2 separate regions of the Sus scrofa genome follow, and region 2 is linked to region 1. Evidence: chromatin contacts called from public Hi-C data. All regions are on one chromosome and are shown on one strand. Each heading gives the region's core, a stretch centred on a gene start, on an enhancer-like site or on the middle of the called end of the contact. The rest is flanking DNA. Distances are from core to core; before and after follow the strand shown. Region 1 holds the start of RSBN1L (round spermatid basic protein 1-like protein). Region 2 holds the start of PTPN12 (tyrosine-protein phosphatase non-receptor type 12).

What was found. A called contact is a pair of places that touch in the nucleus more often than the background predicts.
Region 2: a contact with region 1 is called in a Hi-C map of skeletal muscle, with 6 times the contacts expected there. The contact joins the promoter of PTPN12 here to the promoter of RSBN1L in region 1. A contact is called at or near these places in 2 of 5 promoter capture datasets (fetal liver and liver), 7 of 47 Hi-C or Micro-C datasets (alveolar macrophages, fetal skeletal muscle, heart right ventricle and 3 more) and 2 of 2 datasets of contacts at active chromatin or transcription factors (alveolar macrophages and skeletal muscle).

What each region holds. Positions count from the first base shown.
Region 1 is chr9:102,433,910-102,440,609 of Sscrofa11.1, forward strand. RSBN1L (round spermatid basic protein 1-like protein) reads right to left here and starts at 1,306. Exons shown (of 8, transcript XM_021102552.1): 1 at 694-1,306. The coding sequence starts at 1,264. It overlaps LOC102167692 (a long non-coding RNA gene), which reads left to right and starts at 617. Exons shown (of 4, transcript XR_002347076.1): 1 at 617-1,919.
Region 2 is chr9:102,559,550-102,566,004 of Sscrofa11.1, forward strand. PTPN12 (tyrosine-protein phosphatase non-receptor type 12) reads right to left here and starts at 4,420. Exons shown (of 16, transcript XM_021102557.1): 1 at 3,991-4,420. The coding sequence starts at 4,089. LOC102167907 (a long non-coding RNA gene) reads left to right here and starts at 4,627. Exons shown (of 3, transcript XR_001299008.2): 1 at 4,627-4,989; 2 at 5,711-5,766.

The DNA of each region.
Region 1 (6,700 bases), core at 56-2,555:
TTTTATCATTTGCTTCAGGGGGAAAAAAAAAAAAAAAAAAAAGAATATGGCTGAAAATCCTTTCTCAAGTGGTCCTATTTTAAACAGGACCACTCAAAACACCTAAGAATACGGAGTGGAGAGAAGGGTGGAGGGAGGGTACCTTGTGAAACAGCACACTCCCGGCCCTGCACACTACCTCATTTCCCTAATAGGAATGAAAACCTCAGGCCTCTGGTAGCTTCCAGCTGACGCCAAAGCTCTCCACACCCCTTTTTTTGACAGGATTTTCTGGCTTTGGAGGCTGTGTCACAAATATAAATTCTGTGATCACATCTAAACGGTCTAAAAGTCAAGCATCTTCTACAGGACCAAACCCTTCCCGATCCCGTTCTCTCCCATCTACCTCCGTGGCCAAACACACCTAGGCGGGTCCCCTAGACCGAATTCTACAATTCCTGCAGCGCACTAACTCGGAGGCAGAGACCATACAGAAAATGAGTTTCGGCCATTCGCCTCGCTGAGACCGAAATTACAGGCTCCACTTCCTGTCCCCAAGGGGGCCGCAAAATCGCCTGCGGAGAACGGGACGCCTCCCGCCCCTCCAGGCTGGCGCACGCGGCCCCCGCGCTCCCCCTGCCCGGGCCCCACGGGCGCCAGCTGCTGGCGGGGACCTCGGGCGCCCTCCCCCCACCTCCCGGCACCGGCACCCACCTCGCTGCAGCGGCTTCATCTCCCCGTTCTCCTCGCGGGCAGCCCCGCCGGCCTCGCCCGCCCCTCCGAGGCCGTGCCTCCTCCTTTCCTTCTCTCGCTTTTCCTTGGGTCTGCGCGGCTTGGCGTTGGCCGAGGAGGCGGCGGCCGGCAGCAGGAGATGGTGAGGTTGAGCGTGCAGCAGCGTAGGAGGAACCAGCAGTTTGCGCGGCACGGGCTGAGACGAGGAAGCGGAGGCTGAGGAGGGGACAGCAGTGCCAGAGGAGAAAGAGAAATTGCTCCGAGAGGAGGATGGGGTAGGGACAGCAGACAGAGCGGCGAAGCTCCAAGAACCAGAGCTGCCATAGCTCTGAGGCGAAGGTGTCGCGGGCGACTGCAACAGCCTGCTGTTCCCGCCGCTGCTTCCTTCTCCGTTCAGCCTCCTCGGCGTTTTCTTTTCCTCAGTCCGGATCTTCTTGGCGGACAGAGGACCCGATGGGTCCCGAGGGGGGAGTTGCAGCTTGCCAAAGGGTTCTTTCTCCGAAACGGCGGTAGCGGCGGGGGCGCCGTGCACTGTGCTCGGCGGTTCCGCCATTTTGCGCTCCTGTTGTATTTACTCTCCTTCGCTCCCGGGCGCGGGGCAGGGGCGGGCACTCCGCGAGAGGCGGGAAAGGGGCGGAGCGGCCGGGCTCTCCATTCGGCGAGCCACCCTGAGGGATCTCTCTAAGAACCAATCAAAGGAGCGAGTCTCGAGCCGCAGTGGGGAGTGGGGGGGGATCGCCTTGCGTTCCCTTTTTGGAGTTCATCCGACCGCGGGGCGCGGCTAATGGCCCAGCGAGCAGTGAAGGGAGGGTCTTCCTGCCAGAACTCGGGTGCCCCGCGAGCGTCTGAGAACCCCAATTCCAGATCCCAAAATCTGTCCCGGCCAGGTCGCGGTCGTTTCTGCCTCGACGACTTTGTCGTGTACCACTTTCCCTTCTTTTTTCCCTGAAGTACCTTTGGCCCCTCCTCTGCCTGTTCCCGCTCAGAAGCCGAATTTCTGAGCCAACTCAACTCTGAGGAGAAAAATTTGCCTGAAATTAAATCCTTGCGTCTATCAGGCAATAATCGATTGATGGCAGGAGCTAAAAAGTCACTTGTCTTGAGAAGTAGTGCAGTTTTGCTAAAATCGTCATCTCTAATGCTCTGAGGGAGGTAACTTCCTGAAGACCCAGAACTTTCTTGCGGATTGCTTACTACCAAGCTTGAAGGTAAGACTCTCCTGAAGAATTTTTTTTTAACTATTGCTTTTGGACTCTTAAAAATTTAATTTTATTAGCATTATTGTAGCTCACATCCGCTGAGAAAAATTTATTGGCGGTACCTATAGATGTTTAAAAAGCAAGGATTTTTTAAAGTGTATTTTAGCGTTTCGTTAGCATTCTGTTCAATGTTTTGTAAGCCGTGTGCTTTGTAACTTAGAAGATGAGGAGTTTGAGGAGATGGTTACAGTCATTGCATCCAAAGTGAAGAACAGGATATTTACTCCAAGATCTTCAGGAGATCAAAAAGTCAAAGTAAAAATAGATGAAGTAAAATCAAGAGAAAAATCAAGTAAAATCAAAGTAAAATCACGAGATGTCCAGTTCCTGTGGTGGCTCAGCAGAAATGAATCTGACTAGTATCCATAAGGATGCAGGTTTGATCCCTGGCCTTGCCCAGTGGGTTAAGGATCCACTGTTGCCATTAGCTGTTGATGTAGGTTGCAGACATGGCTTGGATCTGAGGTTGCTCTGGCGTCTTTGATTTGAGCTGGGACATGGGAACCTCCATATGCCACAGGTGCAGCCCTAAAAAGCCAAAAAGCCAAAAAAAAAAAAAAAAAAAGATGACCAGTTGGAGGAGAGTTTGAGTCCTCAAGAGAGCCCTAAATTGCATATAACTTTGTGGAAATCAATTGAAAGTAACTTTTCAGGATTACCAAGTCTGGAGACCTCATGAAGTTTGAAATTTTTTTTTTTATTTTCACTTTGGGGGGTTATGGGAGGTTGGCTTTTTAGATATTTTGGAGTCAAAATTTAATATTGGTTTGTAGACCTTTTTTTAGTTGTCTAGAATTTTTAGAGTAGTGAAAAGCATTTAGTGCACTTCCTTCAATGCATGACAGTGAAAGCAACTGTAAACTTTATAGTTGGATTTGACTGGCAGTAGGTGTCTTCCTGAAAGGTGTCATTGGTAGAAGAATGGATAAAGAGTAGAGGAAGTCATCTGCTACTGACTAGCTTTGTACTCTCAGTAAGGGTGCCCTTTATCTATCAAAACGTTTGTTTTATTTGTTAAGTGAGTAAATTTGATTACATGATCACTGAGATCCCTTCTTTATTTAAGGAGATTTTCAGAGTTCCCTGGTGGCCCGTGGCTTAAGGATCCAGTGATGTCACTGCTGTGGCTCAGGTCACTGCTGTGGTGTGGGTTTCATCCATGGCCTGGGCATTCCCAAGTGCTGGAGGCGCAAGGGTCACAGAGAGCTTTTCAAAAATCACACTGAAATCATTAGAATAAAAATAGCTTCTTAATTGTTAACCCTCCAGATATAGATAAGAGTCTCTTATATACAGTGACATAAAGCCTAGAAATTTACACCATTTATTCCCTCATCTCCCACAAAGAAGTCAGGAAAATCTGAAAGGGCCTAGTTAAAGTGAACTCTCACCTGAATTGGTAACTTGTACTATACCTTTTTATACTGTTATTTGAACTTATCAGTTGAATCCTAACCCTAAATTTGTAGAGCTTGAGCAAGAGTGTGGCTGTGGAGGCTCACAGACCATGTGTCTAGTATTTAAGTTATAAATCAAGATAAAAACTATTATTAAAAATATATTCTACTTGGGGAGTTACTGTTGTGGCTCAGTGGGTTAAGAACCCAACTAGTATCCATGAGGATGTAGGTATGATTCCTGTCCTCGTTAAGTGGGTTAAGGATCCAGCATTTCTGCCAGCTGTGGTGTAGGTTGCAGATGTGGCTTGGATCTGGCTGTGGCTTAGGCTGGCACCTGCAACTCCAGTTTGAGCACTAGCCTGGGAACCTCCATATACCGTGAGTGTGGCCCTAAAAATAATATATATATTATTATCTGTCTCTTTCCCTCGCACGCACTCTCTCTCTCTTTCCCTTGCGTGTGTGTGTGTGTGTGTGTATATATATATATATATATGTATGTGTGTGTATATATATATATATATTCTACTCTACTTCCTTGACAAATCTACCTAAATAATAATCTGGAAGGCCAGGTTTCAATTTAGAATTCTTAAACTTCTAGAGTCCTCAGACTGACCCTATTCTCTTCCCATTCTCACCTTCTTCACCCATCTCACCCAACATGTTCAAGCTTATGTCCACATCCCTGAACATCCTGCAGATAGTGATGTGTAATCACCTGCTCTGTCTGCCCTCAGATCTAACCAATTTAAAAGAGGAGTGCAGGAGTTCCCATCGTGGTGTAGTGGTTAACGAATCCAACTAGGAACCATGAGTTGCAGGTTCGATCCCTGGCCTTGCTCAGTGGGTTAAGGATCCAGCGTTGCCGTGAGCTGTGGTGTAGGTTGCAGATGCGGCTCGGATCCCAGTTGCTGTGGCTCTGGTGTAGGCCGGTGGCTACAGCTCCGATTGGACCCCTAGCCTGGGAACCTCCATATGCTGTGGGAAGCAGCCCTAGAAAAGGCAAATAAATAAATAAATAAATAAATAAATAAATAAATAAAAGAGGAGTGCAGACATGGTCCCTTGACTTTATGGACTCCTTGTGCTTTGCAGCAGGAGGAAGAGGGTCCTTACCCAGGTTTAAGGGCAGTACTATTATAAAAGATGCTCAATTATCTGTCTTCTTTCTGTGTAATTAGCCTTTCTCTTTCAACTAGATCATTCCTAGCAACATTGACCTAAGAGAGAATTCCCACCACTATCATTATTTTCTACTGGCTTATCTCTGCTTGCACTAAAACCATCCATTTCACTCCATGTTCACTGTTAGTACCTTATTCCAGAGTTGGTACTCCTCTCACTTGGATGGCTGCAGTAGCCTTTTTTCTGGTCTTCTTATATTCCAGTTTTCTCAAATCTGTTCTCCATTCTCCCCAGAAATGCTCTTTTCAAAACATAAAGCTGAAATCCCGTCATGGTGCAGGGGAACAAACCATGAGGTTGCAGGTTCAATCCCTGGCCTCACTCAGTGGTTTAAGAATCCAGCATTACCTTGAGCTGTGGTGTAGGTTGCAGATGTGGCTCGGATCCAGTGTTGCTGTGGCTGTGGTGTAGGCTGGCAGCTGTAGCTCCGATTTGACCCCTAGCCAGGGTGCGACCCTAAAAAGACGAAAAGACAAACCAAAAAAAAAAAAAAACCGTAAATCTGATCATGTAACTTTCTTGCTTCACTCCTGTCTCTGGCTTCCATTGCTCTTAGGATAAGGAACAAATCATTAACTGACCTACAAAACCCATTATGGTCTAGCCTCTTCCTCTTCTATTTCAAAGTGAAAGGGCTTTAAAGAATGCAGCATATTATTTTTTGATTTAGAAATATTTTTGATTAGGAATATGTTGGGGAAAAATGAGTTCCCTGGTGGCTCAATGGCTTAAGGACCTGGCCTTGACACTGCTGTGACTCTGTTTACTGCTATTGCACACTTTCAACCCCTGGCCCGAGAACTTCCTCATGGCTCAGGTATGGTCAAAAATATACATATATTGCATATGTTGTTTCCTCTACCTGGAATGCTTTTCTCTTTACCTGATGCTTATGCGATGGTTTGGATAATTGGCATAATGGAGGCAGTATCATGAATACCTCCTATATTTCTAATCTGCATGACTTACAGGGTTAGTAGGACCTTTCACTGAGCTAGGAAACACTGAAAGAGTGACGCTTTGGGAAACTCTTTGACCTTGTACCTGATGAACATGAGGTACCTGAGACATCACATCATTTGGGTCTCAGCTCAAGCTAAGCCTCATTTCCTTGGAGAAGCCTTCCCCTTCCTGTCAAAACTAGATTACTTCCTTGTTTATTCCTTTGCTTCTCATCTCCATTTCCTTTTGCTTATTGTTATTGCTGACTCATTGATAATCTCTCCCACTTTTTCCCATTCCTCCTCAGTAACACCAGCTCTATTGAAAACATACTACCCTGCTTTTCCATCTTCTTGTCTGAAACCTGACTGCCCTCTGAGGACCCAGACTGAACTTTTAAAGGTTGCTTCCCCAGTTCTGCATCATAGAACTTCAGATCATTATGACTATTTCAGTATCATGCAAAAAGCCATTCTATGACATTTTTTGTGTTATGGCTATACCATCCTTCACTGGTTTCATGGTCATTTTACCACACTTACTGAAGACTTTGATACTTAGCAGCTCATGTTCATTCCCTCTTCCCTCCAGCTGTCTTTTTTTTTTTTTTTTTTTTGTCTTTTTGCCATTTCTTGGGCCGCTTCCACGGCATATGGAGGTTCCTAGGCTAGGGGTCCAGTCGGAGCTGTAGCTGCCAGTCTACACCAGAGCCACAGCAACTCGGGATCCGAGCCGCATCTGCGACCTACACCACAGCTCACGGCAATGCTAGATCGTTAACCCACTGAGCAAGGCCAGGGATCGAACCTGCAACCTCATGGTTCCTAGTTGGATTCGTTAACCACTGTGCCACGATGGGAACTCCCCAGCTGTCATTTTTAACAGACCTCAGTGTCTATGCTGGTGCTGAGCGTTGCTCCCTCTCTTCCATTTAAGTGTTGGGGATTCCTACAGGTATGTCAGATATGTCACTGCTCTTGCTTACTCTGCACACCTTTTTGTGGTATTATGCATCAGTGTCTTCTGATTTATCATAAATGCTGACAATTCCCAACTCTTTCTCTCCTGCCTTGACCTGTGTGATACCTCACTCCTATCCAGATGCTGAGTGGTTATCACCACTGTGTAGCTACTTAACACCTCAGATTTTATACCACCCATTCCCATCCTTCCATATGTTTAGTAGCGTTGGTGGTATAG
Region 2 (6,455 bases), core at 3,170-5,669, 130 kb after region 1:
TGTCTTTTTAAGGCGGCACCCAAGGCAGATGAAGGTTCCCAGGCTAGGTAGGGGTGGAATCCAAGCTACAGCTGCCGGCTTACACCACAGCCACAGCAACGCAGGATCCTTAACCCACTGAGCAAGGCCAGGGATCGAACCTGCATCCTCATGGATACTAGTCAGGTTCTTTAACCACTGAGCCACAATGGGAACTCCCTCTTTCTTTTAAATGGCCTGCCCAAGGTCAGAAACTAGCCAGCGGCAGAGATGGGAGCAAAACCCAGGTCTGTCAAACGTAAATGTGCACCACCCTATCTTACACATTTACTAGTCATGATCACTGTCTGCCACCTCATACAGAGACTAAAAGGCCAGACAGTTGAGATCAAGTTCTGGATCTGCCACAGATTACCTGTTTAACCATCAACTTGTAAAGTAATTATTTTGGTGCCTAGTTTACACCATTTCAATACCTTACTTTTTCTCCTCTTTCTCATGATGGAAGGCACAACAGGCCAAAGCCAATAATAGACAAGTCAGAGTAGTTAGTGGCAGATGGAAAAATTTCTATCTGTACTAGTTATCAAGATATTCAACTTAAAGCAAGACACCATTTTTCAACCATCAAATGATCAAAGATCAAGATAATTATATGAACACTCATATATTAGTGACAGTTGAATAAACTGATACTTCTTCAAAAAGTTATTCAAAAATATATATTAAATGTTTACATCCTTTAGCCTAGTACTTACACTACTGGAAGATATCTTATGTAATTATCCAAAATGAAGGTTTATGCATGTGTTCATTACAGAATTAATAATACATAATAGCAGAAAATAAATGGTCTAAACATTTGACCACGGGAAAATAGTTAAGCGATAAAATAGTGGCCAGATGAAATATTATATAGCCACCTATATATTTATATATTTATAAATGGAAAACACTTACCAAACATTAAGTTAGAAAAATAACCCAAGAATGTGTGTGTGTGTGTATTTTTTTTTAAGGGCCACACCTGCAAGCATATGGAGGTTCCCAGGCTAGGGGCTGAATCAGAGCTACAGCTGCCGACCTACACCACAGCCACAGCAATGCCAGATCCGAGCCATATCTCTGAACCACACCTCAGCTCATGGCAACGTCAGATCCTTAACCCACTGAGCAATGCCAGGGATTGAACCTGCATCATCACGGTTCCTAGTTGGATTCATTTCCGCTGAGCCATGACAGGAACTCCTAACCCAAGAATATTAAATGGTATATTTAAGTATGGTCACAGAGAAGCATTAAATACATTAATGGGAGTTCCCTGGTGGCCTAGATTAAGGATTCGGCATTGTCACTGCTGTGGCTTTGGTTGGATCCCTGACCAGGGAACTTCTGAATGCTGTGGGCAGGGCGGGGGGAAAAAAAAAAAAATTAACAGAAATAGCCTTTGCGTGATGGGAAAGTTGCATAGATTTGAAAGAGCACAGTTTGAATGCCCATTCCACTTTCCTAAAGGTAAGGCATTCTTAATTGTTATTCTATAATTTCCAAATCTGAAACAGTGAACTTTATCCCTTTACAAATGAATAGGGTTATAATAGCTAGATTATCTTTAAGGCTCAATTCTAAAATGCTAAAATTTAAAACTGCATTTTAATCCAGTCAGAATTTAAGAACAGAAAAGTTAGACTCTATCAGCTCTTCCATGGCAGAGAGGATATAGTTTCCCTCCAGCCTTCTAGTCAAGGGAAAAGACAGCAACAACCAGCAGCCTTAATTATATCTACAGCTTATCAAGTCACGGAATAAAGAAAGCAAGCACTATAAAAGAACAGCCTTAGTCATCAAATCATGTAGAATCACCTAGCTATCCCAGAAGAAAAAGGAAACTCATTTAGTCCTAGAGAAAAGAAATCTCCAATAGGAATCCCTGACTCATCCCCAAAGCATGAACCCTAAGGCCACTTCCCCTGCACAGGAGTTCAGAGACTGAGCATTTGTCCTGATGGCCTGCATTTCCAAACAATGCTCCTTCCTGACAGGATAGGCTCCTGGATAGCAAGAAGACTAGCATGGAGAGGAAAAGTGGCCAGGGACCACATCACCTCTTCTTCCATAACCAAAACAAGATTGTAATTAGTCTGAAACATATAACATATTCTAAGTTAATATTTTTTTCTATTTTTGCTAGAGAGTCAAAAGGGGACTCCATTCAATTACTGTGGTATCATTCCAAAAATAGCAACACATTCAAAATTCTCAGAGGTAAGAGGGAAAAATGTCCTCTTTTCCTTAACCTTCTCAGATCAAAAACTTGTTTTTCAAAATACATGGGCTAAATAACAAGAGAAAAATGTTTAAAATAGGCATAAATTATTTAATCAATATTTTTTTCCACCTTGAAAAGATACTATGGAAACCTACCTCCTAGCCTCTATTATTGGTCTAGGGAGGAGGGAATCAACAAAGCTCAACAATACTGTTACAATATTGTGTAAGGTCAGGGATCTTATATATATATAGGTGTTAACAATTTTAACATTAAAAATTTACTAGATTGGAGTTTCTTTAAAATGTGAAAAGGCATTTTAGTACTAAAAGCCATTTCACCTGCACCTTGTAAACAATTAAACTGTACTTTGAAACAAAAAACAAGTCAACGTTTGCTGCTCAGTCCTTTTTATAGACATAAACTATGTATCCTTTTTACGATCCACAATTTCAGACTTAAGTGATTATTCTTCGTGTATCTAGCCCCGGAGCAAAATTTTCCCTAGCGTATTTCCCATTCCCAAACTCCGCCAAGTCTAAGGAGCAACCACTTCCCAAAGTCCCACTTCCTTTTCCATTCCCCAGACCTCCAGGGTTTCCAACGCCCCAGTCTTGCGCAACATCCGCAGGAGCAGCAGCCGCAACCACCGCCTCCTAAACCGAGAAACAACCCTAAAGGGAACATTGTCCAGCAGAAAAATAAAGGGGGGGGGGTAATGGAGGAAGTCGACTTCTGGTCCCACGCCTTCGGTTCTGACCCCATCACAGTGATGACCCAAGAGCAATTTCACGCACAAGACTTTTAACCTCGTCTCCAGCCCGCCAGCACAAGCAGAGGGCGGAAGCGGTGGGAAGGGGGGTTAGGATGGGGGTAGGCCTCGGAGGTTATCTCCCAGTTCAGGGCTTCGGCCCTTACCGTCGCCTCCGCCCCACCAGGACTATTGTTCCCAAGTTCCCCACCCCCACCCCGGATAGGAAGTGATAGTCACATCCCCTCCGCCTTCAGCAATATCCCCTAGGGAGTCTGAAGTAGGCTTCAGGATAACCACCCCCGCCTCTACACATACACTTTACCCCCTCGACCTCAAGTCACGCTGACCCCAACACCATCTCAAACCAGGGTCTCAAGCGACGAGACGGGTAAAAAGAAATTGAGTAAACCAAGAGATTTCTTTCGAGCAATCCTTTCCCATGCGTTGGAGATAATAATTGCCAGTCCAGAAACGGCAAAAGTCCTACCTTGCCCACTTCTGAGCCCAGCTTGAGCAAAGGGACCCCGTGAGTTAATTGCAATCTTAATAGCCACGTTCTGCCGTCAGCCAAGATCGCTCTCCTCCCTGCCTCGACCCTCCCAGCAGGGGCGGTCTGGACGGGGAGGTGAGGAAAGACTAGCCCCCCGGCCTGCACCTCATTCGCCTCGGGCTCCCGGCCCGAGAAACAATAGGTGGTCGCGGGCGGCGGTGCTGAGTGCGGGCTCGGCCGGCCGCCTCTCCCTTCGCGTCCCAGACGCCGGCGGAAAGGGACGCGATCGCGGGAAGAGAGGAAAGGAGGCCGAGGGGCGGAGGCGACCTCACCTCCCGCTGGCCTCCGAGACCACCCGGCCTTTGGAGCTGGTGCGCGCCGCCTCCGCCCCTCTCCTTACAGCCGCACACAAAGCACTGGCGGCCCGGGCCGGCTGGGCAAGGCGGCAGTGGGCTCCGGTGCCGGCGAAAGGAGGCGACAGCGAGGGGAGGGACTCACCATGAAGTCCCGGGCGAAGTTGTCCTCCCCATTGTGATCCGGACTCTTCATGGCCTGGACCCTCTGGATGAATTTCCTCAGGATCTCCACTTGCTCCATCCTCCCGCGTCCCCCCGGCTGCGGTCGCCGGCCCCCCCGCCGCCCGCCCGCCCGGCGCAGAGCCCGCTCAGTCTTCCCCAGCTCGCTCCCCCAGCCCGTCCCCTCCCTCCCGACCCCCGCCGCTCCCTACTCCTCCTCTTTGCCCGAGGCAGCGGCAGCGGCAGCGGCAGCGGCGGCCGGCTCCTGATCCTACAACTTGCAGGAGCAGCCGCCGCTCTCCCACAGTACGAGGCGAGCCGCTGCGGCTAGCGCCAACCCCAACCCCCTGCGTGCCCCATCCTCCTTCCCCGCCCTCCTCCAGCTCCGTCGGAGACGCCGCCACCGCCTTAGGAACACGGCTCTCCGATCGCCCTGCCCCCCCCACCCCTTCCCGGTTCCTCCTTCCCTCCCTCCCCACAAGCAGCAGCAGCCGCAGCCGCCTCTCCCCACGGGCGCGCCCCCGCCGCCACCCAGACGCGCGGCCCCGTGCCGCGGCTCCGCCCCTGGCGCGACGCCGCGCCTAGCCGCCCCCGCAGTCCACGCCCCGGAGCCCGCCCCGCGGGCTCTGGCCGGGCTAGGAGTGGCTGGAAGAAGCTTCGGCAGTCGGCTGGGAGACTTGACTCCACTTCCGGGGCGTGGTCCCACCCCGGCAGCTAGTAGGTCTGAGGAGCGCTAGAATGAGGGTGTTAGGCTAAATGGCAAGCCCTAGTCAGTTGGAGTAGGACTTGAGTTGGAAATTACGGTCTCACTGCTTACTAGTGCGAAAAGCACATTTCTAGAGTGCTTCGCCGTCGCCGCCAGCCTTGAGTTGGGACTACAAGTCCGGGTTCTCAGGAGTCCAGGAATGGGGGCGGGAGAGGGCGTTGTGGGAAGAGTGGCATGCTGGGAACTGTAGTAGCGTTGACTCCACGTTCGCTGCAGGTACGTCTTCATCTTAAGGTTGACTGCAGTTAGACGTTGGCACTTTGGGTAATGACCAAGGCCAAGAGAAGCGAAATGCTTCTTCAGTGACAGGACTTAACCCTTTTGCAGTTGTGTTTAAACCCTGCCGAGTGAGCGCCTGAAGTGCGGGGTGCGTCCTAATACATACCACGCATGTGATAGGCACTCAGTGTTTGCTGAATTGAAAGGATTTTTTCTTGCCTTTATATTCGCAGCACCTCGGAACTGAATAATAGGCTTTTCTTCGTAGAATGCATCGTCGTGAATTTTCTAGTAATCCGAGATTATCCACCCTAAAGAAAGTGAATTTCCCAAGGTCTGCCCGCATACTCTTAGCAGAGCCCAAACTAGAACTCAAATCCTTTTTCCTTCCCTACAACACCATATTGCCTCTGACTCTAAGGAGCATTAAGCTTGTGATAATGTGACAGAAGTGAAGTATTTGATTCATGGACTTCCTTTGGTCACTTAGGCCCACAAACAATGTTTTTTACAGGTCGATTGGTCAGGCAATCTGGATAAAAATAGAACATATCAGTGGTAGGTCCCTTTTTCCAGATGAATGTTTAGAAGCATCGTGGAATTTAATGATACTCCTTGACGAAAACAAGTATGAGTAACAAGATCCAACTTCTTATTTGTTTTAAAGAAGAATATTTCTCTCTGAAAGAATACAACTGATATCCACTTTTCTTCTTAGAAATAACCACTTCCAGATGTGTCCTTCCAAATGTCTTCCTATGCATTTATATACAGGTATGTGCATATAAAACGATACAGTTTTGTCCTGTATTATAAAAATTAACTTAGAGAAATAGTTTGATTTCTAAGGCAAGCTTTATTTGAAACTAGGGGCCTGGAATATTTTACTTTGTTCAGATTACTGAGACTGGATTTGAGATAAGTTTCACTGGATATGAGATAAGATCAAGAGCTGGGTTTGATCTGCTACCAATATAGCACACCATAGGGTACCCTATTCCTCCAGAACTAGGAGAGAAATTAGCCTCTAGGCAAAGAATTGGGCAGATGATCAAGATTACCTCTACTTTGATTTGTCAAAAAGAATGCACCAATTAGGTGATGATTGTTAAAGGCTAAATGCTGGACAAGCTATAAAACAGCCTAGTGACAGTCAGGTGGGAAGTGTTATTTGTTGGAATTATTGAGTCCTATTTTGGCTAGTGTTTTTGAGTCTTTTTTTTTTTTTTTTTTTTTTTTTTGTCTTTTTGCTAATTTCTTTGGGCCGCTCCCGCGGCATATGGAGGTTCCCAGGCTAGGGGTTGAATCGGAGCTGTAGCCACTGGCCTACGCCAGAGCCACAGCAACGTGGGATCCGAGCCGAGTCTGCAACCTACACCACAGCTCACGGCAACGCCAGATCGTTAACCCACTGAGCAAGGGCAGGGACCGAACCCGCAACCTCATGGTTCCTAGTCGGATTC